Regions from separate parts of the Muntiacus reevesi genome. Here region 2 is linked to region 1. Evidence: chromatin contacts called from public Hi-C data. All regions are on one chromosome and are shown on one strand. Each heading gives the region's core, a stretch centred on a gene start, on an enhancer-like site or on the middle of the called end of the contact. The rest is flanking DNA. Distances are from core to core; before and after follow the strand shown. Region 1 holds the start of TTF2 (transcription termination factor 2). Region 2 holds the start of CD2 (CD2 molecule).

Region 1 (3,544 bases), core at 273-2,772:
TTACATAAGGGCATTTTCCTTTTCATTTAAAACCAAATCTTATGCTGCCATTAATATTTAATTTCCAAAAATCCGAATGTGCTTTCATGTCTCATGAAACTTGAGCTAGGTAATGAACCTAAGAAGCTCCATATACATATTAGAAATTAAACAGTAAACCCTGACATAATGATGTTTATAGCTTGAGAAATTTGTTTGGTTCCTCCTATCTCAAGATTTAACACTAATTTAAGTAAAGTCATTTTGTATTTAATTTAAATGGATCCCAGTAATTTCTTTCAAATGAAAAAACAACTTATTAGAAGGCTAAGAAAATACTTCTTCTAAAAAATTTATTTTCTAAATCTGAAAAAAGGTAGAAATCTTCCACTTAAGTTTTAAAGTGTAACAAAAACACAAATCATCTAAATCATGTGGGAAAAACATGAGAAGCTAATATATGTATAGAAAAAAAATACTTTCTTTTCTATTGATATCCATAGTGTCTTACACATGTAGAAACCCAAGTTCAGTAAAAAGCAGGGAAAAATGCATAATTTTGTGATAGTCTAAAATTTCACATAGAAACTGTGGACACCAGATACTATGAAATATTAACAATACTTATGAGAACAGTATTTTCTCACTTCAAAGAAGATGCTTATTATTTCTCGGTCTCAGCTTTTAATTTTATAAAAACTAGAGTGCTGAATCAGATTACTTATGTCTTTTCAGGTTTAATCCCTAATTTGTTTTTGTCGAGTATCAAACTCACCACTTAAATGCGGAGAATCCTGTTTTTAAAGGGTCGCGTTAATCTGACTACCAGGGTGTTTTAACCTCAAACATTTGGAAACCAATTCGGCCTAAGACTAGTGTAAAGCTGGAGCCAATTATTTTCTGCTATGTCTGCACGTTCTCAGTTATAAACGGGATGGGAGTAATGTCCCAACAGGAAAAGGGACGGCAAGGCGAGGCCAGTGAACCCAGAACTGAAAAGGCCCAGAAGGATCCAGATGTAGCCAATCCTCTAGATTATAAACGAGAGCCTTGGCGGCCCAGAGAGGGAAAGTGAACAGCCATGGGTCACATAGCAAGCAATAGTGGAGTGTGTCCCTAACATGCCGGGGACTACCAACCACTTAAAGGGCCCTGGCTCTGAAGACCAGGAGTCCCAGCTCTCCTAGCCCTTTTGGGCAGCGGGGAGCTGGCGGCGACTCCTGAGTGGCCACGCGCAGTCCCGGTGAATTGTGCCTAGCTCGGAGACCTACTCGGTGGTCCGCACAAAGTTGCATGTGTCCGCCCGGCACACGTAGAAGCTCTTTCCTTTATTCGGGCCCTCTCGGACGCCGGTCTTCAGAAGACATGAAGTCCCTAAGGAGAGAAGGTCGACAACGATTACACCAAGCTAGCCTGGCAGACCCCTTGGACCCTTAGGCCCTGACCTCCTACCATGCTCCGGACACCTAACTACTTCCATCTCGCTCCAGCTTTCCTCTTCTCAGAAGCCACCGCCTCTCCCAACGCCTGCTTCCGCCTTTTTCTCCGCCCTCCTCATTCAAGAAACAATCTTCACCCACCTCAACCACTCTTAATCCCCCATAATTCACCGCGGCGGCTTTAGCCACACCGACCCTAACTACTATCAGCCAATCAGACGGGACATGTGCTCACCTCCAACCAATCACGGCCGCCCTGAGATTCGCGGCGCGCCGAAATAAAAAATGGAGCGGGGGGTGAAAACCTGCTTTTTGTCCCGTGGGGCGTGGCTGAAACTGGAGTGAGTTTTGGAGGCTGGCGGGGCTTTCCGGAGGAGGGACGCTTTGCGAGGAAGGAACTGGTCGACTCTACCTTGCACGCTTAAGACCTAGAGGCATCCCTAGAGGAAGCAGGCATTACAGACTGCAGAGAGGAGCTCTACAAAAAGACTCTCTTCTCCCCGAGGCCGAGAGCGCCTAGAGCTTCGCGGTCTTCTGGATGCCTGCCGGGGCCTAGCGCTGGTGGGCGCTCCGCCGCCGCGCTCGATCTCTAGGGAGGGGAGTCCCAGAGAAGCCGCCGCCTCGGGAAGAGGCACTGGATTTGCATGTGGAAGCGAAGCGAGGTGCGAGTGAGGGCCGTTGGGGCGTCCTTTATAGCTAAGCGGTGAACTGACCAGTCTGTTGTAGAGCGGGCCTAAAGACTTCTCTAGAACCCCACAACACAGCCCTTACCCATACACGTCTGTCTTGACAACCTGGTGGGATGTGCAACATTTTAAGGACCCCGAAACTCAAAAGTTTGAGTTAGTCCCCCCAGGTCAGAGAATTAGTGAGTGGGCAGTTGGCCGACGGTGCTCAGAAAACTGCCTCCTGTGTGCTGTACGTTCTGTAGGCACTCAGTGTAGGAGACCTGAGTTAGAAATGTCAAAGTGGAAACAACAGGAGGAATAGATCGCCTTTGGTGAAAGAGAGTTTTATACTGTATCTTTTGTATTGTCAGACTTTTGCTATTAATATGCGTTTGTAATATTAAAAATCGAGGATGTAATTAAAAGAAAGGGGACTATTTGAAATCGTAATCAGATCTCATAGTCAACAAAAAGCGAGGAATAGGAATCAGACATGGCAAGAGAGACGGCTTTATCTTACAACTATTGAGGACCATATGTACAGACATATGGTGTGGCGTGTGTAACTGTATTTACAGAGACAGTAGGACAGGAAAATCTGCAAGTTCTAGGAAATCTGAGCTATGTGGTGAATGTAAATGTCATAGGGAGCCAGAGGAGGGGAGACAAACCTGAGAACAAACAATTCTTGTTTATTAAGAATTAAATAAGTTCTTAATAAATAGCTTTTTGTATACCCAATGTGAACTAGGTGCTTAGGAAATATACAATCCATTTATTCACATATAAAGTTTAAGACGACTATTCTAACCACAAAGAACTTGCTCAATATTTGGAGGAAACTAATCTAGCACATACTGAACACTTAAATAACAATGTAATAGCATTTGAATGCCATGATAAGTGGAGATCCCAGTAAATTCTTAGGACTAAAGAGTGTCTGGAAGCAAAGTAGAGTAAGTTTATACATAATTATCCCTTCTGAAACACATATAGATAAATGTAGAAATAGGAAAGGAGTAAAAAAACAAATAGCGACAGTTTCATTATACCCAGATTTTAATTCTCGCATTGAGAGAGTTCTATTCATTTATTCAATAAATGCTATATTAGGAGAATTAGAGCTTGAATATTGGATTTGCAGGACAAGGGGCATGATAATTTAATTATTTCTTTAAAAATGCCTTTTTTAAACAAGACAAAATCAGGACCTCTTAAGTGCCCCATTAAGGAGGGACCTGTTCCTCTGTCAAGTATTCAAGCTAGGGTCTCAGGTCAAACCCCATGAAAGGGTGCACAGTCAAATCACAGAATGGGAGATTATTTCTCCCATAAATTTGGTCACAGTTCATGGGGGTGCAAAGAGTCGAACACCACTAACACAGAGAATTATACAATATGCACTTTTCAAAGTATATACATTTGTGTGTGTATATTGTTTATATCCTTAATTAGTTT
Region 2 (3,544 bases), core at 651-3,150, 300 kb after region 1:
GCCCACAACAGAGGCCCTTTCTGGCTGCATCTATCTCACCCCCTTTCTGAGCTGTACTCTATTCTGGTGCCGGACTAGGTGTGGAAAGTTGTCATCTGGGGGGAGGGGGGTGGGCTGCCAATGTCTGTGTGTGCTGCGGGTGGGGCCTGCGACCAGGTCCGCGTGCTCAAGAACAGGGCTGGAGGGTGACTTTACATAGGAGGAGGGGGCCCTTCCTTTGGCAGCATTTCCTGTCTCAGGCACGGAAATGCTTATTTGCTCACTGAATCTCTGGCTTGTGTTCAGGCTCAGGTTCCTATCTTCTTCTCCAAGCAAAGTTCAGCTTCTTCTTCTACTGTTATCCATGCCCTGCCAAGTGACCCCTGGACTTGTAACTTCAATGTCATTTCAATTCTACTTTCTTGTCCCTCTCTCTCAAACTCAAGCCACTTTGTTCATCCTTTTTCCACACATGACCCTCACTGGAAGCATGCTTCAGGCACTTTATAGGCACCCTTTGGTCTAGGCCACTGGTTATCAGCTTTGGCTGTGCTTTAAAATTGCCTGGGGAGTTTAGAGCCGACAATGCCCAGGCCCTGAGCCAAGAAACTCTGATTTAATTGGTCTGGGATGGGACTTAGTACTGGTAAATTTTACTGTACCTCAGCTGATTCCAACATGAAGCCTGAATTAAGACTCACTGACCAGCCCCTTCCTGCTTCCCCTGGATTAAAGCAGCAGCCCCCTGTCTAGTCTTCCATCTTTCATCTCCCACAGTTACTACTGCTCCCCCAGTACATGCACCGAGAGACAGAGCCACACCTTGTGTATTTTCTGCAGATACCAGCAAAAACACCTTCTACCTTTGATCATGCTAATGTTGAGCAGATTAGAAACCATTCATCCTTTAATGCATTATTCCTTTCCTGACTTACCACCACTCCTTCAGGATATCCGGGCTTGAAATTGTCTCTCTGGACAGAAGACCCACTGCCCTTCAATCAGCCTCCCCTTCCTAGCCCCATAGCTTATCCTTCATCATCCACCTGAAATGGCCACCTTTTTCCCCTTCTGCCCACTGATTCCCCTCCTCCTAATTAATGCCATCTCAATCTAGATCCTTCACTCAAACCAGCATCCCCACCACCTCTGGAGAGTTGAAGTGTGTAGACACGAGTGTCTATTAGCTGTGGAGTCTATCTCTCCCACAAGACTGGAGCTTGCATCGAGGCAGGAGGAATGCATTCAGTTTCCTTTAGGGCTCCCCAAGGCCAACATCTGGACTGAGGACCTTGCATAAATGTTACTCTTTGGCTTGCTAAATAGCACCCATTTTGAGATGGAGGAATTTAGGGGTCAAAGACTTACCTTGACTCTTCAAATCAAAGGTTTTGCTCAGTAGGTTTACTCCATCTGAATTATATACCTCTACCTTATAGAGATCACTATCGTTTCTCATCAGACTTTTAATTTTCAGAGTTCCATTTGTAAACATAACATATTTGTTCGTTTGGTAGTAAAGTAGCTTGTCTTTCCTGATTCGTGCAATCTTTTCTTTGTTTCTGTTCCATTGTATATCTGCTACCGTATCCCTCCTTTGAAAATCAGGAATGTCCAGGATGAGGTCATGATCCAGGGCACCCCAGACGACAGTGCTTTCAGGGTCTTCACCTACAAAAAGCAAGACAGTTGCTGAGGTGACTTGCTACCAAGGAAAAGCAGGGCTGTGACCTTTCTGACTTTTACACTCAGTTCAGGGTCTCCAACGAAGCTTCTAACAGTGAGGGTGAAGACCCTCACTCCAACTTACCTTTGGTGGGAACAGTGAAAATCAGAAGGAAGCTGGCTAAGATTTCACATGCGAGGTTCATCTTTGGGGATCGTTTCCTTCTGTGATTCTGTGCTCTTCTTGCAAAAGGAACTCAAGTAACATCAGTGGAATCCACCCCCTGTGAGCGTAACCACGTGCCTCTCTTTCTTGCTTCTTTACAGTAACATAGAAAACAGACGTACACACACACACTCACACACAAGCATATACAATTCAGAAAACCAACCTGGCTGATTTACCTCTTTGCCAAAGCAGGGATATTTGTGAGTATGTCTTCTTATCATGTTTTAATCCTCACAGCAGCCTTGGGTGGGTTTTATTATGCTCGTCAAAGAGAAGAGGAACTAACAGACTAAGTAAGCCACTTAGAATCACCCTTTAGTTGACAAAGAGCCAGATTCAACCTTACAGCCCGCCTTCTATGCCCTCCACTGCAGTATATATGAAAAATTATTGCTATTGAAATAGATAAATTATTCCTATCAATCAATAAGACAAATGAAATTTGGTTTTTAAAATGAACAAAGAATACAAACAAGCAATTTATAGAAGAAATACATTATAGAAAAAATGTCAATAAATATATGAGAAGACATCTAATGCTACAGATATATATATATAATAGCTATTATACATAAGTCATAAAACACCATCTTCACATTCAAATTGGCAAAGTTAGAAAAGACAGTGATTTACATTATTGATGGGAATGTTGGGAGAAGCAGGCACCTTCATATAATACTTGAGGGAGTATAAAGTATACTTCCCATGGGTGGGATGTGGCAGTTTCCATTAAACTTTAAAATATATATATATACACATATATTTTTTTTTTTACTTAGTAATTTTAATTTGAGAAACCTATCTTTCAAAAATATTTGAATAAATGTGAAAAAATTCTGTCCAAGGATATTTGTTATAGCTTTTTTGGTAATAACAATTTTCAAACAACTAAAATTGTGGTATATTCATATGATGAAATATTGGTTGAGTTAAAATAGAAAGAAGTAGCCCTAAGAGCATATTCTATATTATATTGTATTGTATTATACTATAATAGTGTAGACATAGGAAGAAATCTGTGAAGACTCATGCCAAACTTTTCACAGTACTTCCCTTTCAGGACTTGGATTTGGAGGAGGCAAAAAGGAAACTTTCACTATTTTATCAACTTTGGTGAAGTTAGAAATTTTGATAATGAACATATTCATTCTGTAATAAAAAGTGTGTTTAATAAAGGGTGCTTAAAACACATCTGTTCCAAAGCATATGCAGATCCTGAGAAACAATTTGCCTCTAGCTCCCTTACCTGTAAGCGGCTCACCCACTAGCCAGCTGCCAACCACAGCCTCCCAAGTCCTGGTCCAGACGACATGGTGATGGCCATGGTGCTCCCTGCCTTGGCCTTTCTGGTAATTTTCCTAAGCTCTCACGGGACAAATGGAGAGCAGATGTCTGTTCTCTCTGAAATATTAATCAATCCTGCTCCTCTCACATCTCATTTAATTCTTTTTTTTTCTTCAAACTTTAAATTTTTTATTTTGTGTTGGGGTATAGCTGATCAACAACGTCATCACAGTTTCAGGTGAACAGCAAAGGGACTCAGCCATACATACACATGTATCCGTTCTCCCGCAAACTCCCCTCCCATCCAGGTTGCCACATAACACTGACATCTCACCTAATTCTGAATGTTGAAGGAGTGTGACTTCAAGGACAGAAACTGAAAAAGAA

The links. A called contact is a pair of places that touch in the nucleus more often than the background predicts.
Region 2: a Hi-C map of muscle shows a contact between it and region 1, with 11 times the contacts expected there. The contact joins the promoter of CD2 here to the promoter of TTF2 in region 1. A contact is called at or near these places in 2 of 3 Hi-C or Micro-C datasets (blood and muscle).

Annotation. Positions count from the first base shown.
Region 1 is chr1:88,519,920-88,523,463 of mMunRee1.1, forward strand. TTF2 (transcription termination factor 2) reads right to left here and starts at 1,523. Exons shown (of 23, transcript XM_065906193.1): 1 at 1,432-1,523; 2 at 1,251-1,353. The coding sequence starts at 1,459.
Region 2 is chr1:88,824,147-88,827,690 of mMunRee1.1, forward strand. It overlaps CD2 (CD2 molecule), which reads right to left and starts at 1,901. Exons shown (of 5, transcript XM_065927155.1): 1 at 1,790-1,901; 2 at 1,348-1,650. The coding sequence starts at 1,850.